Regions from separate parts of the Mus musculus genome. Here regions 1 and 2 are each linked to region 3. Evidence: chromatin contacts called from public Hi-C data. All regions are on one chromosome and are shown on one strand. Each heading gives the region's core, a stretch centred on a gene start, on an enhancer-like site or on the middle of the called end of the contact. The rest is flanking DNA. Distances are from core to core; before and after follow the strand shown. Region 1 has its middle 88 kb from the start of Gm51759. Region 2 has its middle 70 kb from the start of Gm51759. Region 3 overlaps Aig1 (androgen-induced 1).

Region 1 (2,700 bases), core at 115-2,614, 550 kb before region 3:
AGTATACATTCATCTGCCTGAAATTCAGAAGTACCCATGAGACTGAGTCCTGGGAGAGATATATTGTAGGAAGAATCGATGTTGGTCCCTCCTGGGCCTCACACATAAAACACATTGAACAAACCTGTGCAAGCCCTACCCTTTTCCCTGGGCAACACAGCTGCCCAGGATTAGGGCACCTCCCTAAAGAGGAGGCAGGGGTTGGCAGGGCCACTAGACCTCTGAAGAAGGAATGGAAGAAACATGTGTGGAGGCTCTATGTGTGCTTCCTCTTTCCAGTGCAGCCTTCCTTATACAGCAGCTGAAGGGAGGTCGCTAATGGAAAACTGCACTCAGTTCCTACTTGCAGTCCTGTGAAGCAGTTGGCCCATGGTAATACTTGGGTACAACCTCTCCTGTGAGAAGAGAAAGCAGGGTTCCAGAAGCTGTTCTTCCTGGCCGCTGAGCAAGGGGTGCTCTCAGCCCTCTGAAGCCCGTAGGTCTGGGGGAGGGTTTCGCTGCTCATCGCCAGGCCTGGAAGGGATATTCTCAGATGCCTTCCCATAATGATCTCTCTCTTCCTCACATGGGGGCTGGGAGTGTGGAGGGACGAATCTTGGGCACTAACGTTAGATTTTGTTGACATGTGAAGCAATTTTGGCAAACCTAATGAGCCTTGTGGTTGTGATTTATATCTAGTCAGGGAGAGATGACATCTGGATGTCTGATTTATTCACTAGCAAAATGCTGGCTGAACCTAAAATAAGAAAATAGAGATTTATGTAACAGATTGCAGCGCCTTAATTTAAGAATGACTAGGAAACCAGCAGACACTCCCCAGCCCTGCTCTGCCCGGAATCACATGCTTCCAAGTGAATATCGCCTTTCTTAAGGGACAAAGTCACATGGAGAATAGGGGCACTATTTCTCCAAAGTCCAACACCGTACCTGAATCTTTTCAAGATGATGGGACTGTAATCCAGATAAATCTTGGCATTCAATTACACATTGGCTGCTTTTTTTTTCCCCTTTGCAAAGGGCTCTTGAAAAATCTAGCAGAGAGCTGCTCCCGTTTATTTTAATTCTACTTGGAAGTCCACAATCTGCTTCATAGTGGTCTCCTCGCCAAGAGAATCGGAAAACTCTTGGGACCTGAAGAGGAAGGATTCCTGTCCTGTCTACTAAGAAATGTTAAGTCAATGTCACAATTGTCACCTCTTCAGAGCCGTGAGGTTTGTTTGTTGTTTTGTACTGGACTATGTTCTTCTAAGCATCAAAATGCAACCTCTCGATTCTGGTCCTGATGGTTCTCTAGACTCCTGCCTGGCTTGCCACTTGCTCTTCTTGTCTTGCCTACACTGAGTCATGTTGCAGTTTCCCTTCTGGCTCCCAGCCTTACACTAACTCTGGAACACTCAGAGCTGATAGGCCAGCCCTGCTAGGGAGACAGAGGACTCCCTGGCCTGCATGAGACGTGCTCATCTCATTCTGACTCCTCCTTGCTGCCTGGCTCTCCTGTTCTCTGGCCCAACTCTCCTTCCTGTGATCTGACCAGGTTCTAGGCGAGGCAGTAGCATAGGAAGGATCCATTCATATCTCCATCTGTGTTCAGCAGGACAGAAAGGTAAGAGTCCCATCCCAGACCCACAATTCAGGGTGTGTTCATACCTACCCTTTTTCCTTTAGAGGAAACTAAAGCTCTTGCTATTCTTTCTTTCTTCCTTCAGGTTCCCTAAGAATGAAGAGATGGTATTAAAGAACCCTTCTTGAAGAAATCACCATTTGGCCCATCAGGTCTCCTTTGATGTCTATATTTGAAAGGTGGCATTGTTGTTAATACTCGGGGAATGCATTCCCCATCTCTAACTGAACTAGCCCTAGTGAAACCCCTAGGGCTCTTCCCTTGCTTCGGGGACACTTTACCTTCTATGGAGACCTCTAGCAAGAACCACAAAGACCATGATGGCGCCTATTCTTTTATGGCCTACACTCCAGTTAGTGCAGACCTTAGGGTGAATTGCAACCTACGTCGCCTCTTGACCCTCCTCTTGAGTTGAGGTCTTCATCCAGGAAAAGCCTGCTGTCTTGCTGATCTCCTTATTCCCTGGCATGGCCAGAGCCCTCTGTCCCTTCACGGAGAGCAGCCAAACCAGGATGAAGACCGTGCACTTGGTCTCACAGAGAAACAACTTTTGCTTCTCTTTCATGGGAAAGAAATTAACAAATTATTTTCTCCATACAGACCCTCAGTTTCAGCCCCTGTTCTTAAAGCAGAGATGGTATTTACAGCTAATGAAACCACAAGAAAGAGAACTCCTTTTGTAGGGAGCTGGCACCTTTTGGTTTCCTTTCTATAACCCACATGCTCCACAGATAAGGTGAAATGGATGTGTAGCCCCACAGACAGTCTAAAATGAAACAAGGGGCATTTCCTAGAAGCTGCAGGGGAAGCATGTTGGAGCATATGGAGCGGAGTAGACATGCACATCCCCACGCTCTCTGTGGAGAGGAGAACTGTGACTGTGTGTACCATGGGAAAGAAGATGACACCCTCCATCAGCAAGGCAGCTAATTTGGTCTTGAAAAGAGCAATGATTTGGGTACAAAGCAATCATGTTCAACTGCATAAGTTGGATTCTGTGTGCTGTGTTCCCGGTTAGTCCCTATCCTGTTCTTGATGTTCTCTGCAAAAGAGAATAGAAACACTATCCCTATAAAATC
Region 2 (2,814 bases), core at 88-2,587, 530 kb before region 3:
TGGAGTTATCACAGAGAAAGGAGCTTCAGTTGAGGAAATGCCTCCATGAGATCCAACTGTAAGGCATTTTCTCAATTAGTGATCAAGGGGGAAAGGCCCCTTGTGGGTAGGACCATCTCTGGGCTGGTAGTCTTGGGTTTTATAAGAGAGCAAGCTGAGCAAGCCAGGAGAAGAAGCCAGTAAAGAGCATCCCTCCATGGCTTCTGCATCAGCTCCTGCTTTCTGACCTGCTTGAGTTCCAGTCCTGACTTCCTTGGTGATGAACAGCAGTATGGAAGTGTAAGCAGAATAAATACTTTCCTCCCCCAAGTGCTTCTTGGTTATGATGTTTGTGCAGGAATAGAAACCCTGACTAAGACAAGGAGGACAGGAGCAAGGGAGATAGCTCAGTTGGGAAAGTGCTCACCTCGAAAACATGCAGATAGGACTTCTGTCCCCAGACCAATGTGAAAAGAACAGCATGATATATACTTGTGGTCACAGTACTGATGACAAGGCTCAGTAGGACAAGAAGCTGAGGCTCAGTAGACAGCCAGATTTAACTATTGTGCGTTCCAGTCCAGTGTTGGCCTACCACAAAATCAAGATGAGCTGCCCAGAAATAACACTAGAGGATGACCTCTGAATACAGAGGTGCGGCAGAGGAAGAGGGTGAGAGAGTGAGAAGGACAGAGAGACAGATAGACTGACTCAAAAAACGGGGCTATATGGAAGAGACAGAGAAAATGACCTGGGTTAGATGAACAGTTTGTAGAGCACCCTGAGTCTAAGTGTGGATTATGATACTGGTGTCATAAGCCACTGGAAGTTGGGCAGTCAATCCTATAGAGGGCGACAATTCAGTGAGGGATGCAGTCCTGATTACAGCAACAGAACTCTATCATAAAAAGTAATGTCTTTTGAAAGTCCCTTTGCAAGCAAGTACCGGAAATCCAGTCAAATAAGCCCAGTCGACGAATAGGAAATTATTGGAAAGAATATTGAGTCACCTTCAGAACCCAGCAGCATGAAGGATACCCAAATCTATGCAGATTCTATTTTACTTTATTTTTCTTTTTTTACTCCATATCCTGGCTTGTCTTGATTCTCTTAGCAAATGTCCTCTGTACCTCCAAACTCCATGCCTGACCCAGATACTAATGTCTACTCAACTTTCTTAAACCTAGTTATAAATTCCTAAGAGGAAGATAGTGCTCACCCGATGAGGGCCAAGGGCCCCTGATACAATCCATGGCCGTGGTGGTTGGGTGATGGCTGCTTACTTGGGGTTCCGTTTGTGGAGAAAGGAGTGGTTCTTGGAGGAATGTGGTATCATAGATTTGGCAGGAGCGCCAGAAGTTGGTTACATAAACCTACCAGAAGTCTGCTGGTATATTTTAATCCTGAAATCCTCCCAAGGTCAGTATAATGAGGAGATGTAAATAAATAGTATGGTTCTGAATAAGAGGACCAGTTTAAGAGACGCTAGAGCAGCGGTTCTCAGCCTGTGTGGGTCGTCATCTCTTTGAGGGTCAAATGACTGTTTCAAGGGACCATCAGAAAACACAAATATTTACCTTATCATCAATAACATAGCAAATTTACGGTTATAATGTAGCAACAAAAATAGTTTTATGGCTGAGGGTAACCACACAGGAGGGACTATTGAGAAACACTGCTCTAGAGTGTCAGCCATGGGGATGGTACCTGAGGAGATCACAACTGATGTGAAAGATCTCCCAGGACAGCCTGCACTGGGTAATGTCTGAGGAATCCAGCGATCCTTTGCGGGAGTGGCTGTTCGCAGCTTCCATAAATGCCGCACGAATGCAAGCGTGGGCTGCTTTCTTCAGAGAGAAGCTGGGCGTGGAGCTTAGGAGCAGCTAAGCAAGACCTGACAGTTCCAGAACCGCGGAAGGAAATGTCTGTGCTCAAGACATTCCCAGTATTATGAATCAATCCACCAAGTATTTACCAACCGGCCTGCTTTATGCTTGGTGATATTTTGATATTGTGTTTAGTCAGGGGTCTGAGACAAAAGGGCCACCCTGGACTATTGTAGAAAGCCCCCTTGGGTTGTACATGGAGGGGAACGCCAGGATACTTTCCCAGCCTCCTCCAGCAGCTGCCCTTCTAAAACCCAGAGAAGCGCGCAGTCCCTCCCCCACCATCCTGCCTGCCTGCCAGAGTTTCCAGATTTGTTCTGCTTTGCAGTTGCGTCAAAGCCACGCTAGATCCCAATCCTCACAGAAGGCATAAATTAACATTTTATTATGTGTACTTGTTAGGGTCTCTTAAAGTAGACATGCAAATTTGAGGCTCCAGTAATAAATTAGGGCATACCCAGATTAACCGAAAATAAACTGGGTTGCCCTGGCCAAGGCCTTGGAAAGCAGGGCCCTGCCAAGCAGCCAGAGGACAGAGACTCCCCTCAACTCCTGTTCCCCAGTTGTTGACCCTGGCCTCTGGTCATTTCCTTCTCTGTATGGTACCCTGGTCCTCTCTGTGCAGACGCTAGTGGCTTTCATGAGTCCTGATGGGTTTTCTTTTTAGAACAAGGGACAGTTTCCAGTAAGCCTGTTACAGGTCCCTGGCAAGCAATAGAGAGAAAGAGCAAAAGAAAAGTTTTGAGTTTCCATCACACATGGACCAGCTATTCTGAGGCTATACTTTGATTGGTTATTCCTGTAGTGGGACTTGAATTTTGCAGCTTATAGCCTGGAAAACCTTCAGATCAGAAACTTTGAGGCTCCATTGAGCTTGGTGTGTTTTGATGTAGCAGTGGTGAGAAAGTAAGCAGATATAAAAGTAAGGGGCACCTGATGTGCCACCCAC
Region 3 (2,700 bases), core at 26-2,525:
ATAAAACACCATGACATCTTAAAAATAACTTGTAGAAGAAAGGCTTTAGTTTATATGTCTAAGACAAGAACTTAGAGGCAGGAGGTGAAGCAGAAGCTATGGAGGAGTGCTCCCTTTTGGCTTGCTCCCTGTGTCTTACTCAATAGCACCCAAGGGCAACACCACTCCCAATGAGGTGGGCCTTCCCATATCAATCACCAATTGAGAACACAGAGCACAGCCTTACCCACAGGCCAATTCAGTAGGGGCATTTCCTCAGTTGAGATTTCCTCTTAAAAGACTCTAACTTGTATCAAGTTGACATAAAACTAACCAAGACACTACCCAACTATAAGGTTAATTATTTTCTTCTTCTTCCTCCTCCTCCTCCTCCTCCTCCTCCTTCTCTTCTTTTCCCATCAGTTTTACTTTGTGATGCCCAGCTGTCCTAGGAATTGGGCTTACCCAATTCTTAGTAGGGTGTGTGATCACCCTACTAAGAGTCATATCACTAAAGAACACAATGTGTGTTTGCACAGCAACTGTCAAATGCCCAGAGTTCCTCAGCTCTGGGAATGCAGTATACTCTTTAAAAAATAAATATATGACAAAGGCTTGAAGCAAAAGCTGAAAGAATTAGATGTGACTTGGCTTGAGGGGCAGGGCCAGGTGTGATGAGGCAGCTAAGGGCTGCAATTCTTGAGGCAGGGTGTTGTGACTTCTTTAAACATAAAGCTTTTAGAGCTTTTGAACATTTAATTCAGAGTAACAAACAAACATTAAACTTTAGAAAGAACACATATCAATGTTCTAAGGCTGTCCTGAGCAGTGGTTCGAGTGTAGTGTGTCACTTCAGGGCCGTGTAGCTCTGAGTCTGGGACCGTCAGTTCTGGTCATGGGCCACATCTACACCATGAACTGCTGTGTTCCCATCTCTGACACCACTTAGGCCTGGTCCATGTATGTTGAGTGGAAAATGAATAAACAGAAGCAAAACTGTGATAATAGCAGAGATGTTTTCACACAGGGCACTACTTAAATCAGGAGCTCCAGAAGTGGCCAGAGAGATGTGGGATGGGACAGACAGTCGGGAAGACAATGAGGAATTGTTAGTTGTCCCAATGAAAAGCATTGCATGCCTTGGAGGGCCAGAATAGTAAGTGAAGTCACTTTCTGCAAAAGTGTGGAAAACTATGATATCTGCTGTGGAATTCAGGCAGTTCCTCCTCGCCTCCCAGTTTGAATGTGTGGCTTTCTCTCAGCAGCCAACTCCGATGATCACATGGATCGTAATGGTCCCTTGCTGAGTCCCCGCCTCCCTCCTGAAAGAACACATGTTCCCTCCGGTGTTCAATGTGTCAGCTTGATGTTTGGCACCTGTGTGCTTTGAGAAGTTCCAAGTGATTAAAGTTAAGGAAAACCAGCCATGAGTTTTATTGAGGGAAATTCAGATTGAATTCTCTCCAGGAAAACATCACCATAAAATCAGGTAGGTTGGAGAGAGTAGTTCTCAGTGGAAACGAATCACTTGCAACTGGTTTAGGCATGTGTCGGGAGATGTGCTAAAGGAAAACTCTCTGAAGTTGATTATTGGCCTGCCTTCGTGGATAAATCACTCAGAGATTTGTGATTTAGAACCAGGAAGAAAACACATTCCCTCATGACCTCATGACGGAATTCATTCCGAAAGGCTTGCACAATTTGCCTGTTCCCTAGGGATGGGTGGAGGGACTTGTAACCTTGAAAATATTCTTGTATGGAGTACAGGAAAATGTTATATACTTCCACATGAAGAGTAACACTGGAAAAGCTTTTGTTGCTGCTTATTTGATTTGCTCAGATATTTAAAAAAAAAAAACTTTAATGTCAGCTGATGATGCTAATAGCTAATTATCTGCCAGTTACATCACTAATTATGTACTTAGTCCTCTATCTCTGCTGTGTTCTCTGTTCTTGCTGTCAACTTCTACCTCATTCACATAGTTTAGATCATATTTTCAGCCAGTGTTGAAACTACCCTACTAACCTGGAAACGGGATCAAAAACATTCCCTAATGTTCAAGGTGATTCAAGAATAGATGAATGAACTAGAAGTTTTCCCAAAGTATTAAAGACTTAGCTACATACACAGGGCTATGTAACTTGTGAGACCCAAATGAAAGATATTAGGAGGGCCCTTTGTTAAAATAAATGATTAACAATTAAAAAATGGTGACTGTGGATCATTAATTCAAGTCTAGGACCCTTCAGAGCCCTGAGTACAGTGTGACACGTGGCACACACACCCAGAAAGCCTACTCGGGATCTGTGGGACTAGCTTCACTGAAAATAACTAAGAAATCTCTAGTGAATAATAAATTATGACTATGTCTTAAGATATGACCACCTAATGTATAACATTACATTAGGCTTCAGCAGTTCTATTTGTAAGCTAAATTGTATTTCAACATAACTCTGCATGGTGTTTGCAAACAGATGCATTTTCTAGCACTGCTAATACCTAGAATTAGAAAACGTTTGAGCCCATTTTCCATGTAAGCAAGAATCTTTTCAGAATCTGAGTCTCTGCTACCTATTCAATAGCAAGTCTAGGCAAACTCACCACATCACGATCTCATAACTACACCTACGTACCCACTATTGTTTACCCCACAAGTGGAGACTCATGGGCTAAACAAATGACTGAGTCCATGAACAACCACCACCACAACAAAAAAGAAA

The links. A called contact is a pair of places that touch in the nucleus more often than the background predicts.
Region 1: a Hi-C map of uterus shows a contact between it and region 3, with 2.3 times the contacts expected there. The contact joins two enhancer-like sites. A contact is called at or near these places in 4 of 484 Hi-C or Micro-C datasets (embryonic fibroblasts, tail fibroblasts and uterus) and 2 of 115 datasets of contacts at active chromatin or transcription factors (T-cell acute lymphoblastic leukemia and fibro-adipogenic progenitors).
Region 2: a Hi-C map of uterus shows a contact between it and region 3, with 5 times the contacts expected there. The contact joins two enhancer-like sites. A contact is called at or near these places in 1 of 15 datasets of contacts at CTCF or cohesin (pro-B cells), 9 of 484 Hi-C or Micro-C datasets (adipose-derived mesenchymal stem cells, cortical neurons, embryonic fibroblasts and 2 more) and 2 of 115 datasets of contacts at active chromatin or transcription factors (T-cell acute lymphoblastic leukemia and fibro-adipogenic progenitors).

The regions. Positions count from the first base shown.
Region 1 is chr10:14,214,390-14,217,089 of GRCm38.p6, reverse strand. No RefSeq gene overlaps it. Among named protein-coding and RNA genes, the nearest start is that of Gm51759, 88 kb to the right of the region's middle. Within about 2 kb of position 1,364, at least 34 of the 459 cell types and tissues checked have an H3K27ac peak or open chromatin away from gene starts, as enhancers often do. A contact at or near this core is called in fibro-adipogenic progenitors and uterus, where this site is marked.
Region 2 is chr10:14,195,479-14,198,292 of GRCm38.p6, reverse strand. No RefSeq gene overlaps it. Among named protein-coding and RNA genes, the nearest start is that of Gm51759, 70 kb to the right of the region's middle. Within about 2 kb of position 1,337, at least 47 of the 459 cell types and tissues checked have an H3K27ac peak or open chromatin away from gene starts, as enhancers often do. A contact at or near this core is called in uterus, where this site is marked.
Region 3 is chr10:13,666,201-13,668,900 of GRCm38.p6, reverse strand. The region is part of intron 4 of Aig1 (androgen-induced 1); the gene reads left to right. Among named protein-coding and RNA genes, the nearest start is that of Pex3, 110 kb to the right of the region's middle. Within about 2 kb of position 1,275, at least 40 of the 459 cell types and tissues checked have an H3K27ac peak or open chromatin away from gene starts, as enhancers often do. A contact at or near this core is called in fibro-adipogenic progenitors and uterus, where this site is marked.